Linked DNA regions of Sus scrofa: region 1 is linked to region 2. A link is a contact called in public HiChIP or PLAC-seq data. All regions are on one chromosome and are shown on one strand. The core of a region is the stretch at or near the end of the contact, and the rest is flanking DNA. Distances in the headings are between cores, read along the strand shown. Region 1 holds the start of BMP4 (bone morphogenetic protein 4). Region 2 holds the start of DDHD1 (phospholipase DDHD1).

Region 1 (3,768 bases), core at 894-3,393, 670 kb before region 2:
ACCCATCCCCATGGCCTCAGACGCTTCCCGGGCACCGATTTCGTGGTAGGTTTCTGAGGATCGCGTTTTGTGAGCTCAAGGCTTTTTGAGATGTTAAAACCCCGAAAAACAGATTCGGTAAACTGAGGTCACCTCTGAACAAATTTTGGCGTTGGGAGAAAACTCGTAGGGAAGTGAAGGACAGTCGCCATGAGTTGCATCTCCACCCCTCAAAAAAAAAAAAAAAAAAAAAAAGAAAGAAAGAGAGAGAAAGAAAAAAGCTGGAGACGAAAGTGCTTTTCAGCTTTTTTTTTAATTAAAAAAAAATGTGATTAGAGACGAATCCTATTGAGTCCGAAATTGAAACAACCCGCTCTTCCCTCGCCTCTGAGTTTTAGCGCAGCGCGCTCCCGCCGTAGCCCTGGGATTTCTAGGGTCGGAGGATTGTCCAGGAACTGCGGGCGCCCGCCCCTTCCACTGTCCTTCGCCCGCGGGGAGCTGCCCTTCTCTGCTTCTCCCATCTCTGGAGCTTTCCCCCCCACCCCGGTGCATTTTAAGGGTTCCAGGCGTCTCAACGAAACTCTTTGCTCTTCCCACCCGTTCGCAGTCAGCCTCAGCGGTGGCGCGGTAGCGGGAAAACTTAAAGGCGCTCAAAAGGCGGCAGCTCTGGGCGGGCAAGGATCGTCGCGCAGGGGCGCCCGCGCACACCCAGGCCAGCGACGGGTAGGGCCGCGCGGGACAACCGCGGCCGGGAGGGAGGGCTAAGCGTTTGATCCTTCACACTTCTTCCAGGCCCTCCTGCAAGTGCCCCCAAGATAAAACCGAGTTTTGCTGGGTGAGGCCGGGAACCTGAGCCTTCGAGCTCTGAATAGACCCAAGGCAGAAACTGGGAACAGGCTTAGGAAAGGGCGGCAGGGTACAGTGTGCTGTGCAGCCGGGATCGCGCGACTGTGACCCCTGCGCAGGCCGGGCAGATTCAGTTTCGAGGGTCACGGTTTCGGAAAGGACCCTGTATTGAGTGATCCACGCATGCAGCATCTTTGGATAGAGTCGGGATATCACAGTAATACCTTGAGCGGTGGGTTGGTAAAATTCTTGAAGCATTTGCTGAGATTCTGAAGCTGGTGCAAAGGAGGAAGGGGGGGGAGGAAGTGGCGGGAGAGGAGTAGTGGTTTAAAAAAGACGAGCTGGGGTGGGGGTGGGGGGAAAGACAGACGCAGAGATCGAGCGTAGGCCGAAAGCTGTTCACGGTTTTCTGGACTCCTGGGAACCCATTGTGATTTCCTTTCTGCCCTGGCTCGGGAGTTGTAAAACCTCTGAGACTTGGAGACCTGAAACAAGTGTTGAGCCCTTCCGAGGAGACGCCTCTCTTTTGAGTCCGCCCCTCCGCCTTTAAGGGCCTCAGGACCGCTTTCTTTGGGGATTTACTTTGCTCGGTGGGCACGCCGTGGTGTGGAGATTCTCTCCGTAAAGGAACCGGAGGAAAGAGCCCAGCGGCCATTCCCTTACCACGTTCCCACACTGGTCACCGCCTGACCATCTACCCCTCCGACCACTTATGACAGGTCCTCAGCTTTTGGTCGGGAGCTAAAGAGGCTGCTCAATTCCTCTAAACACTCGCAGAAGTTCGCCAGGGGGTGACTGTAGCTGGGAGCAATTTTTGGCCTCTCGGAGATCCTGGGGAGAAAGAGGGGTGGGTGCGCGCGGCACGTGTATATCTGTCTTTCAGTGCTTTTCTTTTTAAACGACCCTGGGTGGTGCGGCTTTCAGCTGCTGAGACTCCGCCGCCCCCAAATCCCGGCCCAACTTGAGCCAGGCTCACACTGAAAGGCGAAGCCCCTACCGTGCTCCCCAGATCCTCTCGCCTAAGGCAGCTGGCGGGAGGGATCAGGCCGACACGACGGAGGCTGCAGGTAGAGGCGAGGACCACGTCCTCCGCCAGCTGCACCCGGGGACCAGCTGAGGACTCGGCCGGGAGCTCCTCCCGGACGCTGGTGGTTGGGGCAGCAGGCGGGGAGGCTGGCCTCTCAGAGAGGGGGCGGGGCGGAGATGGGGCGGGTCCACTGCGGGGAAGGCGGACGCTTCGGTGCGCGGGGCGGAGTCTTTGCATTCACGTGACTCAGAGGGGCTGGAAGAAAAACAGAGTCAGCCTGCGCCAGTCTCATTATATTCAAATATTCATTTTAGGAGCCATTCTGTAGTGCCATCCAGAGCAACGCACTGCCGCAGCTCCTCTGAGCCTTTCCAGCAAGTTTGTTCAAGATTGGCTGTCAAGAATCATGGACTGTTATTATATGCCTTGTTTTCTGTCAGTGAGTAGACACCTCTTCCTTCCCTCTTCCCGGGAATTCACTCTGCCCTCCCCACCCGTGCTCGCCTTGTGTCCCTCCCGTCGGACCTGCCTTCCAGAGTCCACACTCCGCTTTCTGGCAGCGCTGTCGCTTTCTTCTTGGCGCCGCAGCCGCTGCGCTCTGAGCGTACCGGTTCTATTTAAAGTGCTGCTTGCTCCACTCTCTTCCTGATCTGTGCGTTGCAAGGAAGGAGAGCGAAAGGGGGCAAAAAAGAAAAGTCCGCAGCCAGGGGTGCTTACCATCCCCTTCTCCCACTTGACTGCGGATCACCCAGTGCCCCCGTGGCATATTCCCAGCTGCTTGTCAAACTCAGACGTCGCTCTTGGAATCATCCCCCCCACACACCCTTCTCTGGGAGTGAGTGAGCGGGCTCAATCAAACGCTTTTTGCTGGGCATTTCAAATTCATCAGCCCCCGTAAAATAAACCTTCCAGACCCAGCCGCCGGGTGTCTTCGCCCTGCCCCTGCTTCTCTGTTTTCCCTCCCTCCTGCTCCGAACCAGCTGGAAGTTGTGGAAGTCGGCTCGGAGGGCGGAGGAAGAAGGGGGGTGGAGGAAGGGGGGGGAGAGACTGAAGGTCTGAAGTGGAGAGTAGAGAGATGGTATTTTAATTCTCCCTCCCCCATCCTTTTTTACCTCCTCAATGTTAACTGTTTATCCTTGAAAAAGCCAAGCTGAGATCATGGCTCAGATAGCAGTTGGGACAAAAAAAGATTAACAGGATGGAGGCTATCTGATTTGGGGTTATTTGACTGTAAACAAGTTAGACCAAGTAATTACAGGGCAATTCCTACTTTCAGGCCGCGCATGGCTGCAGCTGGTGGTGGGGTGTGTGTGAGGGGGAAGACACAAACTTGATCTTTCTGACCTGTTTTACATCTTGACCCTCTCTGTCTAGCCCTGTATGAGTTTGCTGAGACATCTCTATTTTTCTCTAGTTATTGGTGTTTATTTATTCTTTAACCTTCCACCTCCTCCCCCTCCCTAGAGACACCATGATTCCTGGTAACCGAATGCTGATGGTCGTTTTATTATGCCAAGTCCTGCTAGGAGGCGCGAGCCATGCTAGTTTGATACCTGAGACGGGGAAGAAAAAAGTCGCCGAGATTCAGGGCCACGCGGGAGGACGCCGCTCAGGGCAGAGCCATGAGCTCCTTCGGGACTTCGAGGCTACACTTCTGCAGATGTTCGGGCTGCGTCGCCGCCCGCAGCCTAGCAAGAGCGCCGTCATCCCAGATTACATGCGGGATCTTTACCGGCTTCAGTCTGGAGAGGAGGAGGAGGAAGAGCAGACCCACAGCGTTGGTCTCGAGTATCCCGAGCGCCCTGCCAGTCGGGCCAACACCGTGAGAAGCTTCCACCACGAAGGTCAGTCCCAGCTCAGGGTCTGGGCTGTGGAGGGCCGGTAGGGCAGCTCTGGGGGAGAGGAGTTCAGGTTAC
Region 2 (3,565 bases), core at 1,032-3,531:
TTTATCCTAATGGCTGTTTAGTGTGGTTCAAAAAGCCAATGGGAAAGCTATGAAAGAGGTTTGTGGGCTTGTGAGTTTAGAATCATATACTGTCCAAACTGAAACCTCACATTTGAAATCCTGGCTTATGGTGTAATGATAAACACTCTCTTAAGCAGCAGTTGCAAAATCAGTGAAATGATTCTGCCATTCAGTCCTTTTAAAACTCAGCAGATTACCCAGAGTTGCTCCAATGGAAATCCCTATTGAAATAGAGCTTTCTTCTCTCTTTGTTCACTCGTTATATGAAAAACAGAGTAAACTACACACAGATAAGATGCCACTTTTAAGTCTTTCTCAGCCTAATATGCTTACCAAATACTTTGTGCTGAGGGCCCATATAAGTTATATACTATATATTTTGTGAATAAATAAATATGTACTTTCAGTTTAGCTTAGGGCTGAGATAGAAAAGAATCCTGGGGATACCCGTCGTGGCACAGCGGAAACGAATCTAACTAGGAATGATGAGGTCATGGGTTCGATCCCTGCCCTCGCTCAGTGGGTTAAGGATCCAGCATTGCTATGAGCTGTGGTGTAGGTCGCAGACACGGCTCAGATCTGGTGTTGCTGTGGCTCTGGCGTAGGCCGGCAGCTGTAGCTCTGATTAGACCCCTAGCCTGGGAACCTCCATATGCCGCAGGAGCGGCCCTAGAAGAGGCAAGAAGACAAAAAAAAAAAAAAGAATCCTGGAGCACAAAGGTCATCAAACGCATTTATAATGGATACATGATGTGGACCTCATAGCAGCCTCTGGTTATAATCCAACTCATCTTCTATAATGAAAGGGCAGGGAGATAGCCAAATCTTCTCTTTCTGATACAAACAAGCTGATTAGGATTTTGTGGCTGTCTCCATAGAGTATGCATCGATACTGTAATGATTTGTTTTCTTTCATTTGAATATATACCTTCAATACCATTGACCTTTATTTCCAGAAGGAATATAGAAAATTTTTATGAATTTTTGGTAAGTACAGTTTTGTGGGCAGACCTCTTACAAATCTTTAAGTGCATTTGATAATTCTGCATCATAAGCATCATTTCAAACACAAAAACCACCAGCAAAACATGACTAGACAATAAATATTTGTTGAATGAATAAACAGAAGGATGAATGACTTTATTCATTAAGTAGTCCTATGTTATTTATACTTGTCCAGCTACATTTAGATTGCAACTTGGCTTGCACTATTGATCTGTATTTAGGGAAAGAATGACTCCTGTGGTCATTCTGGCATTACAATTATATTCCTCAGAAGAACTAAAAAGTTGGCTTTCTGGGTTTATTTAGAGATACCTCTAGATTGTTGACTGCTTCACTGTAGGGTCTAGCATAGTGCCTGAAACTCAGTAGACATCTTATATGGGTTCAATGACTGTTTCCCGCTTCAGGACAGGCTATTATTCCATTTAGTCTGTGACCAAAGAAGACACTCTCTGCAATAGTCTGAATGTTTGTGTTTCCTCAAAATTCATACGTTGAAATCCTAATCTTCAAGGAGAATATTGTCTGATCTTGAATTGATAACACTGAGATTAGAGATTGTTTTTCTCAGGATACTCAACATAGAGTAATGCGTTTATAAAATAAAACTTTTGCATAATATAAAAGAACCACACGGGAGCCTCAGCATTCAACCTGATCCCAGAAAGTGCTACAGAATCAGAGATGCATAAAGAACAAAAAGTAATCTTGCCAGTCACAGAATTCTATTGCTGGAAGAGTTCAGAGATCTTACAGATGAGGAAACCAAAAAGATTAAGATTTAAGTGACCTGCCTGCAGTTAGTTATCAAAACAGTCTAAAACCTGGTTATTTTTTAGCTTTCAATCTAATTATCAACAGCTGACCGGGTTTGCCATCCTTATAATCAACATTGATTGTGCACCCACCTTGTGGGAGGTTGAAACATACAGACTTGGCCTCCAACAAGGACCTTAAAATAAGGTTTAGAAAACAGGAAATACATATGGGAAGACAAGCAGTAATATGAGGTGGTATATGAAGGGCGGTTTTGACTTGGATTTGAGTGGGAGTCGTGACGCCAAAGTGAGGAATCCGTAGGCGTGGAGTGGAATGCCCTGCGTGGACCCACGATGCTGTAGGGACCATAAACCAGGTGATTGATAAAGTCCAGGTGAGGCCGCAGGCGGGCCTAAAGTCATAAAAAGTGTCAGATGAATCCAATTTCCGGGGGCTCTCTCCCGATGTGGAGAATAAGCCTTTACGGCTCAGGATCCAGATTGCAAGGATGAGTCGGGTAAAGCTTCTCCACACCTGGGTTCCGACCCTAGAAGGGCGGGGCGAAGCGGCAGTGCAGGGGAAGGAGAAAGGAGAGTAGGCGACAGGAATTGAGGAATCCCGAGATGACCCCAACCCCGCGCAGGAGAGGCAAGAGGCGCGGCTCCGGCGCAGAGTGGGCGGAGAAAGGGCTTCCGGGACGGCGCGCGCGGCGGGAGGGGCGGGGCCTGAGGCCAAGCACCACCTACGTCGGGCTGCGTGACTATGAGACTGGCGGCGGGACGCGGCTACCGCGGCTGCGGGGCTCGGGGGGGCGGAGCCGCCGCGGGTGCCGCCGCAGCCCCGGTCGGGATTTGAAAGATTGAAAACTCCCGGTGGAGAGGGAGGCGGCGTTGAATGTGTGGCGAAAGCTCTGGGGGTCACGGCTCCGCGCCCGGCCCGGCCGGCGGCGGCGTCTCCAGAGCATGAATTACCCGGGCCGCGGCTCTCAGCTCAGCCCCGAGCATAACGGCCGGGGCGGCGGCGGCGCCTCCTGGGAGCTGGGCTCGGATGCGGAGCCGGCGTTCGGCAGCAGCGTCCGCTGCTTCGACCACCTGACTGCTGGGGACCCGGGCGACGATGAAGTGCCCCTGGCCCTGCTGCGCGGGGAGCCAGGGCTGCATTTGGCGCCGGGCGCAGAGGACCACAACCACCACCTGGCGCTGGATCCCTGCCTCAGTGACGAGAACTATGACTTCAGCTCCGCCGAGTCGGGCTCCTCGCTGCGCTACTACAGTGAGGGCGAGAGCGGTGGCGGCGGCAGCTCCTCGTCACTTCACCCGCCGCAGCAGCCGCCTCTGGTCCCGTCGAACTCGGGGGGCGGCGGGGCGGCCGGAGGGGGCCCCGGGGAGAGGAAGCGTATCCGGCCCGGCGGCGCCGCCGCCCGGCACCGATACGAGGTAGTGACGGAGCTGGGCCCGGAGGAGGTGCGCTGGTTCTACAAGGAAGACAAGAAGACTTGGAAACCCTTCATCGGCTACGACTCGCTCCGCATCGAGCTCGCCTTCCGGACCCTGCTGCAGGCCGCGGATGCCCGGGCCCAGGCCCAAGACCCGGAGGGCGATCATGCGGTCGGCCCACCCTCCGCTACTGGCCAGGCCTCCGGCTCCCTGGAGGACCACGAGGGGGACCGCGTCTGCGGCTTCTGTCCGCGCATTACCGGGCACGGGCGCGAGATGGAGGAGCTGGTGAACATCGAGCGGGTGTGTGTGCGGGGCGGCCTCTACGAGGTGGATGTGAACCA

Evidence for each region. HiChIP or PLAC-seq counts read pairs in DNA pulled down with a chosen protein or histone mark.
Region 1: a contact with region 2 is called in an H3K27ac HiChIP or PLAC-seq map of skeletal muscle, with 4 times the contacts expected there. The contact joins the promoter of BMP4 here to the promoter of DDHD1 in region 2. A contact is called at or near these places in 1 of 47 Hi-C or Micro-C datasets (heart right ventricle) and 1 of 2 datasets of contacts at active chromatin or transcription factors (skeletal muscle).

The regions. Positions count from the first base shown.
Region 1 is chr1:183,417,993-183,421,760 of Sscrofa11.1, reverse strand. It overlaps BMP4 (bone morphogenetic protein 4), which reads left to right and starts at 2,143. Exons shown (of 3, transcript NM_001101031.2): 1 at 2,143-2,291; 2 at 3,317-3,696. The coding sequence starts at 3,324.
Region 2 is chr1:182,753,242-182,756,806 of Sscrofa11.1, reverse strand. DDHD1 (phospholipase DDHD1) reads left to right here and starts at 2,281. Exons shown (of 12, transcript XM_003121795.4): 1 at 2,281-3,565. The coding sequence starts at 2,748.